Regions from separate parts of the Mus musculus genome. Here regions 1 and 3 are each linked to region 2. The links are chromatin contacts, called in public HiChIP or PLAC-seq and promoter capture Hi-C maps. All regions are on one chromosome and are shown on one strand. Each heading gives the region's core, a stretch centred on a gene start, on an enhancer-like site or on the middle of the called end of the contact. The rest is flanking DNA. Distances are from core to core; before and after follow the strand shown.

The links. HiChIP or PLAC-seq counts read pairs in DNA pulled down with a chosen protein or histone mark. Capture Hi-C pulls out chosen DNA fragments and counts their contacts.
Region 1: a contact with region 2 is called in an H3K4me3 HiChIP or PLAC-seq map of embryonic stem cells, with 20 read pairs. The contact joins the promoter of Cyp4f13 here to the promoter of Zfp811 in region 2. A contact is called at or near these places in 3 of 39 promoter capture datasets (3T3-L1-derived adipocytes, hippocampal neurons and liver), 1 of 484 Hi-C or Micro-C datasets (liver), 7 of 115 datasets of contacts at active chromatin or transcription factors (bone marrow-derived macrophages and embryonic stem cells) and 4 of 9 other capture datasets (adipose tissue, embryonic stem cells, liver and 1 more).
Region 3: a contact with region 2 is called in a promoter capture Hi-C map of adipose tissue. The contact joins the promoter of Zfp472 here to the promoter of Zfp811 in region 2. A contact is called at or near these places in 7 of 39 promoter capture datasets (the 3T3-L1 cell line, cranial neural crest, embryonic stem cells and 4 more), 5 of 484 Hi-C or Micro-C datasets (embryonic stem cells, liver and nephron progenitors), 6 of 115 datasets of contacts at active chromatin or transcription factors (astrocytes, embryonic stem cells and stem cell-derived neural progenitor cells) and 3 of 9 other capture datasets (adipose tissue, embryonic stem cells and liver).

The regions. Positions count from the first base shown.
Region 1 is chr17:32,944,814-32,948,940 of GRCm38.p6, reverse strand. It overlaps Cyp4f13 (cytochrome P450, family 4, subfamily f, polypeptide 13), which reads left to right and starts at 1,580. Exons shown (of 13, transcript NM_130882.1): 1 at 1,580-1,628; 2 at 1,938-2,136. The coding sequence starts at 1,939.
Region 2 is chr17:32,808,195-32,812,656 of GRCm38.p6, reverse strand. Zfp811 (zinc finger protein 811) reads left to right here and starts at 2,726. Exons shown (of 4, transcript NM_183177.3): 1 at 2,726-2,875. The coding sequence starts at 2,873.
Region 3 is chr17:32,963,888-32,967,840 of GRCm38.p6, reverse strand. It overlaps Zfp472 (zinc finger protein 472), which reads right to left and starts at 2,010. Exons shown (of 4, transcript NM_153063.3): 1 at 1,912-2,010. The coding sequence starts at 1,932. It also overlaps the pseudogene Cyp4f41-ps.

The DNA of each region.
Region 1 (4,127 bases), core at 331-2,830, 140 kb before region 2:
AGTGCCACAGGGAGGGAAGGCTTAATGTCAGTTTATAGCTCAGTTCACACTCCATCACTGAGGAAAGTCAGGACAGGAGCTCAAGGCAGGAACTGAAGAGAGGCCACGGAGGCGTGCTGCTCACTAGCTTCCTCAGTCTGCTTTCATGTACACTTGAGGACTCACCTGCCCAGGGATGGCACCAGGCACAGTGGGCTGGGCCCTTCCACATCAGCCATTAATCAAGAAAATGCTCTATGGACTTCCCTACAGGTATCCTGATGGAAACACTTTCTCGGTCGAGATATCTCTTTCCCAGAAAGGCCAACATGGTACATACTCACTTCTAAGAGGATATTAGCTGCAAAGGATAACTGCGCTACAGTCCACACCCAGAGATGCTAAAGATGGCTCAAAGTGGTACAGATGGGTCTCTCTGGGAAGGAGAAATAAAATAGATTCCAAGGGTGGACTGGGACAGATAGAACAGGAAGGAATAGGTGGGGGTGGGAGAAAATACTGGGAGAACTGGGAGATGGGGGTAGGGCATTTTTGGGGTGAGGAGAAATGACTAGAATGGGAGGCACTTTGGGGGTGAGGTAGAAACCTAGTACAATGGAAACTTCCAGGAGGCCAACCCTACTGAAAACTCCTAGCATAAAACTCCTAGCCTGAACCAGCCCATTTTCAATAACCGGGCAAGGCTTCCAGTTCATTGCTTAGGATACCAAGCCAGCCACAAAACCCTCAGTCCACAATTTGTCTTACCTGCAAGATGTGTTGGGCTAGGTGGCACAGAAGGAACTCGGGGAAGTTGCCAATTTATTACTGGTCCAACTTCAGATCCACACCATGAGAGGAAACCCATGCCTGGCACTGCTGGAGGGTCAGGAGACAGAGGCTGGATAGTCCAGCCACCTAGGATAGAACAAAACATGACCAGCAAAATAAAATAAAATAGAAGTTTCCTGACCCCCAATATTTAACGCATATCTATGACATCAGCCCACGCCCAGATCTGACCTTCAGCCTGTGTCCCCTCTGCTCACGGCCCCTTTTAGCTGTTCCCTCAGATCTCTGAGCTTCAGCCTCACATGAGCTTAACCTACACTCTCTGACCCAGTGGGTTCCAGCAGGGTTGCAATTATTGGTCCACCTAGAACCTAGGGTTCAAGAAGGAAGAAATCGATCTCTGCCAGGCTGTGCAGCTGTTGGGCGTGGGGAGAGGAGAGGAAATGCATTTCAGAGCCTCACAGTTCTGCATGCTGTTACCCAGACAACTATGCAGAGGAGCTAGAGAGATTTATCTGCCACCCCTTAGCCCTTGGAGGGCAGGTGCACTCCTAAACTTGGAATCTCCTTTGTAACTCCTTTGTCTCTGGTTCAGGCAGAAAGGTTAAACGCTGAGGATGCCCCACCTAAGCCTATGACTCTCAGTCTAGTTCCATCCCTTTAAGGTTGGACCCGCCCCCACTGGCCTTGGCTGCCTGCCCAGGCTTGGAGGTTGGGCTGAGGGTTGGAGGGATTGGTTGGTTCAGCCCAGCTGAACTTCCCATACAGCTTCCGGGACAAAATGTTTTCAGAGAAGACAGGAAGTTGTGGAAGATTCGCTGCTCGTGAGAGAAGGTGCCGGGGTGGAAGGCAACAAGGCGAGTTCTGGCTCAGAACAGGGAGAGCTCTGCCCACAGCTGGAATGGCTGTAGGGAGCTGACCTTGGAGACTTTTGGTCTCCTGGAAATTGCGCCCGTAGTTTATTCTTCAGGCTGAGGCCCTCTAGAATGCTAACAGTCCTGCCTGTTGTGTTCTTCCTCTTCTCTCTCAATGTTCATTCTTCTTCCTGCGCTGCCCCCAAGTCCTCCCAGTCTATATCGCTAGCTATATTCCTATCTAGTAAACGGGCCTGTCCCCACCCTTCTCCGGAGCCTCAGAATTTCACCTTCTGCCTATTTGCCCTGCAGGATGCTACAGCTATGTCTGTCCTGGCTGGGAATGGGGTCCCTGACTGCCTCTCCGTGGCATCTACTGCTGCTGGGAGGGGCATCTTGGATTCTAGCCCGAATTCTGGCCTGGATCTATGCCTTCTATGACAACTGCAGTCGCCTTCGTTGCTTCCCTCAGCCCCCTAAACCGAGCTGGTTCTGGGGTCACTTGGCCTTGGTGAGTGTGGCAGTAGGTAGGTCTCTGGGTAGATGTGTTTCCAACGTGTTTGGAAAGATACTGTGGCACTTGGGTCAGGAGAGGTTTGGAACACAGGACAGTAGAGAAGTGAGGGGAGACATAGGGAGACCTCTCCGCCCCAGCAGCCAGTCCACTCTTGCCTTGCCTCTCCAGGATCCGAGCCTTTCTCCTTTCCTCCCTTCCTTGCTCCCAGCCTGCTTTAGGTCACATTATGATCAAAACTCATGATCTGAGGTCTCTTCCCCTCGTTAATGCAAAACTGCTCCCAGGATGGGCAGCACAGAGCAGGGACAGCCCCAGTCCACTCAGTTTCCACCGAAGAGTTTGAGGCTTCAGTGCATCATGCCAAGATCTGGCCCCTGCCTAGTCCATCCTTGTCCTTGGGCTAGTGTCTGTACCCGATGGGCAGAGAGAGATGTGAGTAGTATCTCTTCCCTTAAACTCCTCGGGGCCTGATGCTTTCTTATCTTGCTCTTCACTCTCAAGAACCATCAGTGGACTCTATTTTCCAATTTGAGCAGTAGTTGAGCTTTTTGGTTTTGTTTATGGTACTGAGTTGAAGCAAGCTCTTGGCCGCTGGGCTGCATCCCAGTCTGACTGTTCTTTTTCACCAGGGACCCTTCTGGCCTCTCCAGTTGTGGTTACACTTCCACTGGCCTCATTCCTAGTGCCCCTTGCTCCATGCTGCACTGGTTCCCTACTGCCAGAGTCACACTTAACATTTCAGTGTCACCTAAAAGGGTTTCACCTCCAATACCATCGATTCAAACGCTGCTTTCTCCCATAGCCCCTTTTCCTCCCAAAATCTGTATTCACGTTTGTCATTCCAAGTCCTCTCAGGACCCCTTTCCTCTCTACATCACAGTCCTGCTGCTTCCTGCCAACCTTCCTGATCAGGTAGAGCTCTGTAGAACAAACCAATAATATGTGCACACATGTGCGACACACACACACACACAATTTGTTAGAGTGGCTTACAATCAACAGGGCCTGAATAGTTCAACAGTGGCTATCTGTGCCCTGGAGAGAGCACAGTAGTTACCCAGGCTATGAGACTGGATGCCTCAGCAAGCCCGGTTGGATGCTCAAAGGACTGGAAGTTCCACAGAAAATTCTGATCCCCAGGTCACAATGGAAGGCCAAAGAAGCAGAAATTAATGTCATTAAAGATGGGCTGAATAATTCATTCAGGATGCAGAGGCAGGTGGCTCTCTGAGTTCAAGGTCAGCCTGGTCTGTAGAGTGAATTTCAGGACAGTCAGGTTACATCTCAGAGACTCTGTCCACCCCCCAAAAAATTAGATAGATGCAGTTATGTGCAAGAAACAAAAGGCCAGAGGGGCCAGCAACACTTTTTTTTTCCTCAAACTTTTTTGTATCTGGTCAGAAAGTGCCACCTACTCAAGATCTTCTCTCAGACTCATCTTGAGGGTTGCCTCTTAATCCCAGACCTTATCATATGTACAATCAAAATTAATCATCCCAAGTCCACATCTTGTCATCATGACCCCAATCACAGTCCCTCTGATATGGTTAACTTATCTATATCAGTACAATAGCAAGGTCAGAACTCCACCTGGTGTAGCTATCCTACACAGAGTCAGTACTACAATAAGCCTCTTGAAGAATACTGAGTCTTTGAATAGTCCTTAATGTAAAAATGATAATGTAGGATTGCAATACTTAATTACATTTACATTGTGATAATTACAATGTGATAATTACAATCAACATTGTGATACATTGTAAAGAAATAGAAGAAAAATACAAATGTCTGCTTAATGTATGTGTATCTATGCACATATTTTTAATTTATTAAAATTAATTTTAACTGTGTGCATGTGTGTGTGTGTGTGAATTCCCAAATGAGTGCATGTGCCCTCAGGAGACAGGGCATCGGATCACTTACTGTAGCTAGAGTTGTAAGCCACCTGGTGTGGGCACTGGGAACTGAACTCTGTTTTTCAGAAA
Region 2 (4,462 bases), core at 1,477-3,976:
TCCCAACTCAAAAGAAGAAGCCACACTGAACATTAAATGTTCTGTAAAAGTAATTACAGCTTCAGTGGCTGGAGAGATGGAATGTTGTAGGTTCAAAGCTTAATTATAATTTGTCTTGGGCTATCTTTAGCTCTCTTATTAGCCTTTTTTTTTTTTTTTTTTTTTTTTTTTTTTTTTTTTTGCCTGCTTCTGTGTCTGGCCTAATATCCTTGTGATTATCAGGTAAAGTCTTTTCAAGTATATTAATTTAGCACGCTACTAGCTTCCACCAACCAAATGGCTAAGCATGTGGTCAGGTACTCCTAGACGTCCCCATTTTCTGTAATCTACCTACCCGATGTTTCCACCAATATATTTCAAGCCTTTTGACTTTCTTAGCTTTGTTTCTATAAAACATCATAACATCGTTACCACATTGGAACATACTACTGGTGTAATGTGAGTCTATTTCCAGGCCATGGTCACTCATTTGCCTCCAGAATAAATTATGTCTTATCCCTTTTGAAGTAAGCATTGTATTTTTTTTTTTTTTTTTTTTGCCTTGGCACATTGCTGAAAGGGGTAGAAGTCTCTCGTAGCAATTGAGTGGAAAGTTAGTCTAGATCTGTCTAGATTTCTCTGAGGACACACCTGTCTGCAGTCACCTCTCTCTAACCTCAAAGTTGGTGCTGTAATTCTCCATGCTAGTGAGGCTTGTTTGACAAGCACCCAGCTATGATTCTCACTCAAAGGAGTTGAGTAGGCTCCTTACTTAAGTGAGAACTAGGAAATTGACAAGCAGCCTAGTGAGATTCTGTAATTCTCACTATAATATGCTGATAGGAAAGAGGACACTGAAGCAGATTGCTCCTTGAGACCACAAGATTTAGTGCCAGGGAGACTGTGATGTGGTCTAAATTTCCTAGGTCTCTCTCTAAGTTTCTTGGCCTGTCATTCTCTAAACAGCACATTTAGGGAGTTTGATTACAAGCCCTAACCTAACCCTAACCTTCCTACAACATGAGGTGTCTCAGAATCAGCTCTGAGAAATAAGCTACCCAAGATGGGGGAGAGTTACCTTGTCTCTAGGCTCTTCTTTCCAGAGAACCTGTTGGAAAGTCACAGACATCTCAGTAGGGTGCCTGAAATACTGCAGGGAAATGTAGGCTGATTAACTCCTAGCTGAAACCCAATACTTCCACAAAAGAAATTATCAGGATCCCTGTGCAACCAGATCCTAGACCACTAAGGACTTCGAATGGCATATCTTGTATAATGGGTTTGCGGCAGCCATCTTTCTTCCCTCCAAGTCACACGTTAAAAGACTTCTTCCTCCAAGTGCAGGATCACCTCTTCCTCCAAAGCCTTAAAATGGATACCGCTGCCCTTTCTGAGTAGTCTCTTTATTTCCTTCCCTTTTAGGCCCCACTGTTGTATTTGACATTAACCTGACAGAAATGAATGTTTTCTTAAAAGAGCCTTTAGCTTTAACAATATTGAAACAGTGAATTCCAAGAAATTGAGATTTCTCTGGGAATCTGGTATTGGGAGAAGAAAACCCTGGGCCAGAGCTGATGCTCATCTCCTCCAGGAAAGGGATGAACAACCTCACAGAGATGGTGACAGTCCAGTAATGGGTGGCATCACCCCTCATCCTGGACTGCTTAGTATGCCCTGGGCTTTAACTTAAACTTCAGTCTCACTTTAGTAACCCCAAGATAGACTAGTGGGGAATCACTGGGTCTTTTTGTTCCTCTTCCCAACATAGCCACATTGCATAAATTTCTTCTTTTCTGGTTTTCCCTACTAATTTGCATGTTTGTCTTCACGAGGTTGGGTGGCTGAACCTGGCTTCTTATAGACTGTGACCTCAAGTTTAGTAACAGCCATCAGGAACAATCTGACTCAGTGTCTCTCTTGCATTTGACCCTTGTATATATCTGCATGGACAAGCTGAACTGTACAGCACCTCCTGTCCAAACATTGACTATTTGGAGTCAGATAATAGTGTGCTTGTGGAACACACCAGAAGTCACTGGGTCAAATTAAACACTGGATCCTTGTTAAAGCGTGAGGACTTTGCTGGTATGTTTGACCTCTTTCTATAAATTCCACTTTCTGTATGCCTTCAATAATTTCATTCCTTCATATGTTTTCTATGCTATTGACTGAATATAGGTAGCCTCCATCCCTCCCTCACACACACTCTCTCTGTGTCTGTCTCCCTCCCTCCCTTACTCCCTCTCTCCCTCTCCCCTCTCCCCTCTCCCCTCTCCCCTCTCCCCTCTCCCCTCTCCCCTCTCCCCTCTCCCCTCTCCCCTCTCTCTCCTATTCCAGACCTGGTATGCCTTTTGTCTTCTATGGTGCGATGGGGCTGTTTCCATAGACACCGAGTCTGGAATCCCTCTGTGCTTCTGTAACCCCATCAGAAAGGGGAGGAAGCAAGAATTGCCCGCTGAGCAAGTGTTGGGTCAGGAAAGCTGGGACAGGGCTCTGCTTCTGCCCTTTCCCACTGTGGGGCCAGTGAGGATCTAGGAAAGTACTCTATGCAGTCTGGGTAGGCTTGAACCTAAAATTTCTAATTTGAATCTCAATGTGGTAGGTGAGTGTGCTCCTCCAGTCGCTAAAGCTTTAGGAGGCGGGTCTGTGGATTGATGGCCAACCAGGCAAGTTGTTTTGGGATGCATATCCAATGAAATATCCAGGCATTAGGAAGATGGCCGCTACGTATCACTGAGACATCCCCTTTTGGTCCCCGCCTTATTTGGGGATCTGGATTGTTAGCATCTGTACAGGGAATCTCCAGGTCTCTCTCTCTCTCTACTCCATTTCTGCCTCACCTCCACTGACTGCAGGAACTACAAGAGGACACTAGGACATCATGTCTCTGGAAATGGTTCGTGCGGGCGATTGTGGCAGTGGGGTACAGCTCTCGTCTGCAGAGGGGTCTCTCTGACTCTGATGAGCCTCAGAGCGGGATCCTCCGGGTGGAGCTGGTCCAGGCTGCCCTGTCTCTTGCTGAGCGCTCACTGAAGCAGACACATCTGGTCTCTCGCAGTGCCAGGTCTAGGCAGAGTGGGTGGTGGTGGCAGAGGGTGGTGGAGACTAGGTACTCGGGTTGGGGGTTCTGCACCAGAGGAGGTAAGAGGTGTGTTGACCCCCGGATCTTGTGCATGTTATTCTGAAACATACAGAGACATGGATCTTTTTTACACTGTCACGATTTATTAAATAGCCAATAAATTCTTTTTCCTTGACTACAGTTTTCCAAGTAAGCCCGATTTTGCCTTCTTTCTGGCCGTGGGCAGCCACTGCTCTTTTATTCCAATCTTAATCACTAACATTAAACCACATATTAACATTTCACACAATAATGAACCAAAACACAGGTTGCAGAATGGTTAAGAAAGTGTTAGAAAGGCTTGAAAGCACACAAAGCTTTACTGGAGTCCAGGCATTGGAGCTAATACGGGGACAAAGAGGGCTGTTGAGGATCGAATAATTCTCATCGATCAACTAAGCCGGAGAAACTGCGAGGACAAAGGCGGGAGGGAGTCCTTGCCCACGGTTATTCCCCTTCTCTTGACAGCTGACCCTGTGATCACTGCCTGTGTGCCACACTCTGGTTTTGGGGTGCTCCTTGTAGAAATTCAGGTGAGGGGTTGCATATATTGTGGTTGATAAGCTCATGCGTCTAGTGTTTTTGATAAAATTTGGTACATTTTCAGGAGTTGTTTACTGATGTCACTTTGTGCCTTCTGGAGTGCTGGCAAATAGTAGCTCTTTTTCCTCTATGAGATCTTATGCTTAAAACTCGAGCAAATCAGATTAACGTTGTTGCTGAACACAATGGAGCCATTCTAGGTTTGGCATAACCTGCAACATGAACTAACTACAAGCAGCCCGCCCCCACGCCCCCCTCCACCCCCCCCCACCCCCCCCACCCCCCCCCACCCCCCGCCGTCTTTTCCTTGTCTCATTTCAGTGGCACCTGCTTTTCCAATGAGCCTTGCAGGTTGCTCTAGTCTCATCCTGTCGCTGCAGTAACATACTGACTGAAGGCAGCATGGCTCGTGAGGAAAGGGTTCTTTTGGCTTATTATTTTCAGGTCACAGTTCATCATTGAAGGAATTCAGAGGGAAAGCTCAGGCAAGCACTTGAAGCAGACACCATGGAGGAATGCTGGCTGGCTTATAAACTCATGCTAAAATAGCTTTCTTATACAGCCCAGGACCCCCTGCCTAGGGAAGGTTCTTTTCATCATAGACTGGGCCTTCCCACATCAATTAACTATCCACATGCTAATCTGATCCAGACAATTTCTCAATTGAGATGCTCTTCTCAGATAACTATAGACTGTGCCATGTTGACAGTTGAAGCTAACCAGGATGCAGATTCAAGGGACTCTTCCTCCAAATTCCCTGACCTGTACTCTTAGACTAAGGATTCTTAGGACTGGCATTGAATCCCTGACTTTCCAAGT
Region 3 (3,953 bases), core at 761-3,260, 160 kb before region 2:
AAAAATAACAACAAAGAAATTACACTCTCTAGAAAAACTAACAACTACCCGAATTAGAAAGGAAATGAAAATATTAAAAATTTTCCCAAGAACTATAATCCTGATAAGAGTTCTGTTTGGCTTTTATTTGTTGTTTGCTTGTTTGTTTTGGTTATATGTAACAGGGTCTCACTGTGTAGCCCTAGGGGACTGAACTCTGAGATAGGCCGGTCTCTACCTCCGATGGGATTAAAGAAATCTCTCTTATGCATTCTAAATTTGAAGAAGTACCCTAAGGCTAGCTAAACAAAAAAATATATATATATACACAGTGGGTGGCGGAGGGGGTGGAAATCACCTATAATCCCAGTGTAGTCCCCTCTTTCCCACCTTGCCTAAGGCTGCAGTAAGAGGCCAGCACAGGAGTTGTCAAAATATCGGCTCTATGGCCGAACCACAATTTCTCAGCCTGGAGTTGTCACAGGAGCTGTCCACAGTGGCAGCACCTCCTCTCCAGCCTCCTGGAGCAGCTCCACAAGGATGGCCCATCAGCCCAGGCAACCTGAAGCCAGGAAGGACTTCCCATCTTAACCCATGGGCCCAATGCAGGGGAAAGGGTGAAAAAAACCCACCAATCCCTTAACAGGAAATCCCAAGCTCAGGACTTGAACTCACACCACACCTCAATCTGGAAATTTCTGTCCACTCTCTAAGAAATCCTATCCAAGTCCTGCCCTTTGTCCAATTCTCCCATGTCAGTCAGCTCTGGGAGCAGAGGGCAGCCATCCCTCTCCATTTTTCTCTCCAATAAGTCTCCTTTATAAGATCTACTGCCTGGAGTGGCTCTCATCAGAAGAAGCTAAGAAGAAAAGAAGCAAAGAAGAGAAGAGAAAGGGCAGCTGAAGCCTGTAAGCTCCTAAACTCCTCAGCTCAGCTGGGGATACCCTCCTCTGGGAACTGCTGAGGAGGCTTCCTCTCAGAGCTGTGTGGTTCCTGGGCTCCCGTGTTTGAGGATGTCCTCATTGGGACACCTTTTCCCTTCAGAGCTGTATGTATGGCTCCTGGGCTTCCAAGTCCCAGAATACCCTCCCATATGAGCAGAAACACACGTAGCACTGTGGAGGATCTAGAGTTCCAGACTAGTTTGGTCTACATAACTCTTTCCAGACCAGCCAATGGTACCCAGTGAAATCCCGTATAAACGGACAGAACAACACAATCCCTCCCTGCCCTGGGCTTTTTCACTGCTATCGAGACTTTCCTTTGGAAAAGGTCTCCAAAATCTAACCTTTACTTCAGAAATGATCAGCTTAATTAATCAGTACATACAAATAGGGAATTTTGCCTATCACAGCTAACAAATCCAGCTGTGAACTCAGGATGAGGGATGGAGATACAGGTCTACAGGTCTATGGTAAAGCGTTCGCTTAGCATGAGACCTGAGGTTCCATCCCTAGTACTTTAAAAAAGAAGCCGAGAGAGAGAGAGAGAGAGAGAGAGAGAGAGAGAGAGAGAGAGAGAGAGAGAGAACACACGAGCACGAGCCTCTCTTCAGGATGACCACAGTGTAAAACTAAAGCAGGGAACAAGGAAATGAAAAAGTGCAAAACAGTGCACACCACCCACGTGCCTTCACCGCAGTCTGGACGCGGCGTCACCAACTTGGCAGCTGCAATGTCAGCGGAGGCTCGGGTTCGCGGCGCAGGCTCGTCATGGGAGGACTAGAAACTAGGGACGAAGCAGCTTCACAGGGAAGGGACAGGACGGGACTCCGCTAACAGAGCATACAACTCAAGTGCACCCGGGTTGACGGCACTCCCAAAGTCCATCTCAAATTGCTGCACACGTCGGGGAGCCGGCGCCACCTTACAGCAAAGCCGTGGCAGTGTCAGAACCCTCCGCCCACCTTCCAAGAGTCCAGGGCACACTCACCATTTCCTGCTTCTGATGCATCCAGGCGTTCTTCCTACTGAGCGGCAGTCGGCAGAACAGGCACCGGGAAGCTCAAGCACAACTCTCCTCCCTCCAGCTACCCGGAACTCAAATATGGCGGCAAGGGAGCCACCCTCCACTATCCGTGCTTCTTATTGGATAGCTCAGGGGAGTAACAGTCACCCTGGTTCGTGAATTATTCCGGACCCAACTCCTTAGAACTGAGTTATCAGGTTCAGCAACGCTTACCACCGAAATGGGTCTGTAAGTACAGATTGCAACAACTGCCCTGTCCAAGCTCATACCTTTTCTCCGAAATAAATGTGATTTCATCCTGGAGGGTTATCACATTTCAGAACACCTTCCAGCCCGGGAGTGGTGGTGCACTTTTTAATACCAGTTCCACGCTAGCTTTGTCTACGTTATTGAGTTTCGAGTCAGCCAGAGCTATATAGTCAGAATTCTCCCGTCTACACCACACACAGGTCCAGGGCTTCTGAAAGATTTGTTAGTTTTATGTGTCTACGTGGATGAATCCGTGTGTGCGCGAGTGCTCACTGAGGCCGGAAGACGGCAGAAGTCCACTCGCTTTTCCATTGAGGCAGGGTTTGTTTGTTTGTTTGTTTGTTTGTTTCACTCATCACTTTACCTGGGGCTCGGGTTTCCTTGGCTAATAATGGAAGCCAGCTAGCCACAGCGATCCTCTTATTTGAGCCGTCCTCATAGATAGTGATTCAGAAATGTGCAGGGGATCTCTAACGTGAGTGCTGGAATCTGAACTCCAGTCCTAGGTGTTTATCATGCGCCCTTATCCACCAACTCTCCAGCCCCATTCACAGCCTCTTGGGCTCAGCGGGCTCTTCCTGGTATTTTTTTTTTCCGACATACAAATAGTGTCATAACGTCACTTTTGAATAAATCCTTTGCTCTTCAATCAGAGTAAGCTGGGAAAAGCCATGATAGCAAACCAAAACTGATTTCTGTTTAAATTCCTCTGTGAAATAACTTTGATTATGTTCACTCTGATTGGCTTTTTAAAAATCCCTCTGCCTTAATAAACATCCTTCTACTTTCATTTTGCCTACTTAGGCTCATCATATAAAAGCAAACATGTAATATCTGTTGATTTGAGCCTGGCTCATTTCCCTAACATGATGATCTCCAGTTCCGTGTTTTTTTTTTTTTTTTTTTTTTTGCAAACAACATTCTTTTGTGGATGAATAATACTTCACTTTCATAAATACCACATATATTCTATCCATTTGTTCCTCCACTGCTAGGCTCCTTGGGTGACTCCATCACTTGGATGCTCAATGCTGCAATAAATATGTGTGCAGGAATCTTAGTTACATGGTGACATTTACTCTCTTCGTGTATATCTAGAACGGTATAGCTGGATAAAATGACTTAATTTTTAGTTTGGGGTTTGATGTTAAATACCAAAGCTTGTGTGTTGAAGATATGGTCCGCGGATGCTGCTTGGAGGTGATGGAAACTTAGTGATTGGGGGGCTGCTGAGTGGAAGTAAAGTCCTGAAAGATGTGCCCTTGAAGCAAGTATTGGAACTCTAGCCCTTTCCTAAGCAACCAAGCATGAACATTTATCTATTTACTTCCCAGCCACCATGAGATGAGCAACTTGACTCCTTGGGCTTCCCACCATGATCCTCTGTTTTACCTCAGGCCTAAACCAAGGAGATCAGCTGACTGTGACCTAAAACCAAGAGCCAAAATAAGTTCCTCCTTATAAACTGTTTATCCAGGGTGTTTTGTTAAAGCCACAGATTTTTGACTAAATTGCATTCTATCTACATATATATTTATCTGAAGATATGCTTCATATTTAACTTGAGGTATATAGCCCAGGTTCACTTTAAACTTATACTCCTTATGCCTCAGCCTCTCAGAGGAGGGGATTACACATGTGTAGCATGCCTGCCTTCTTGATCCATGTGGTTATTTGACTGACAAGTTCAAACCCTGTAGAGCCTCTAGATCCAAGCAGAAACTCACACATGCTGAGGCTATAGACACAGAGCAGAA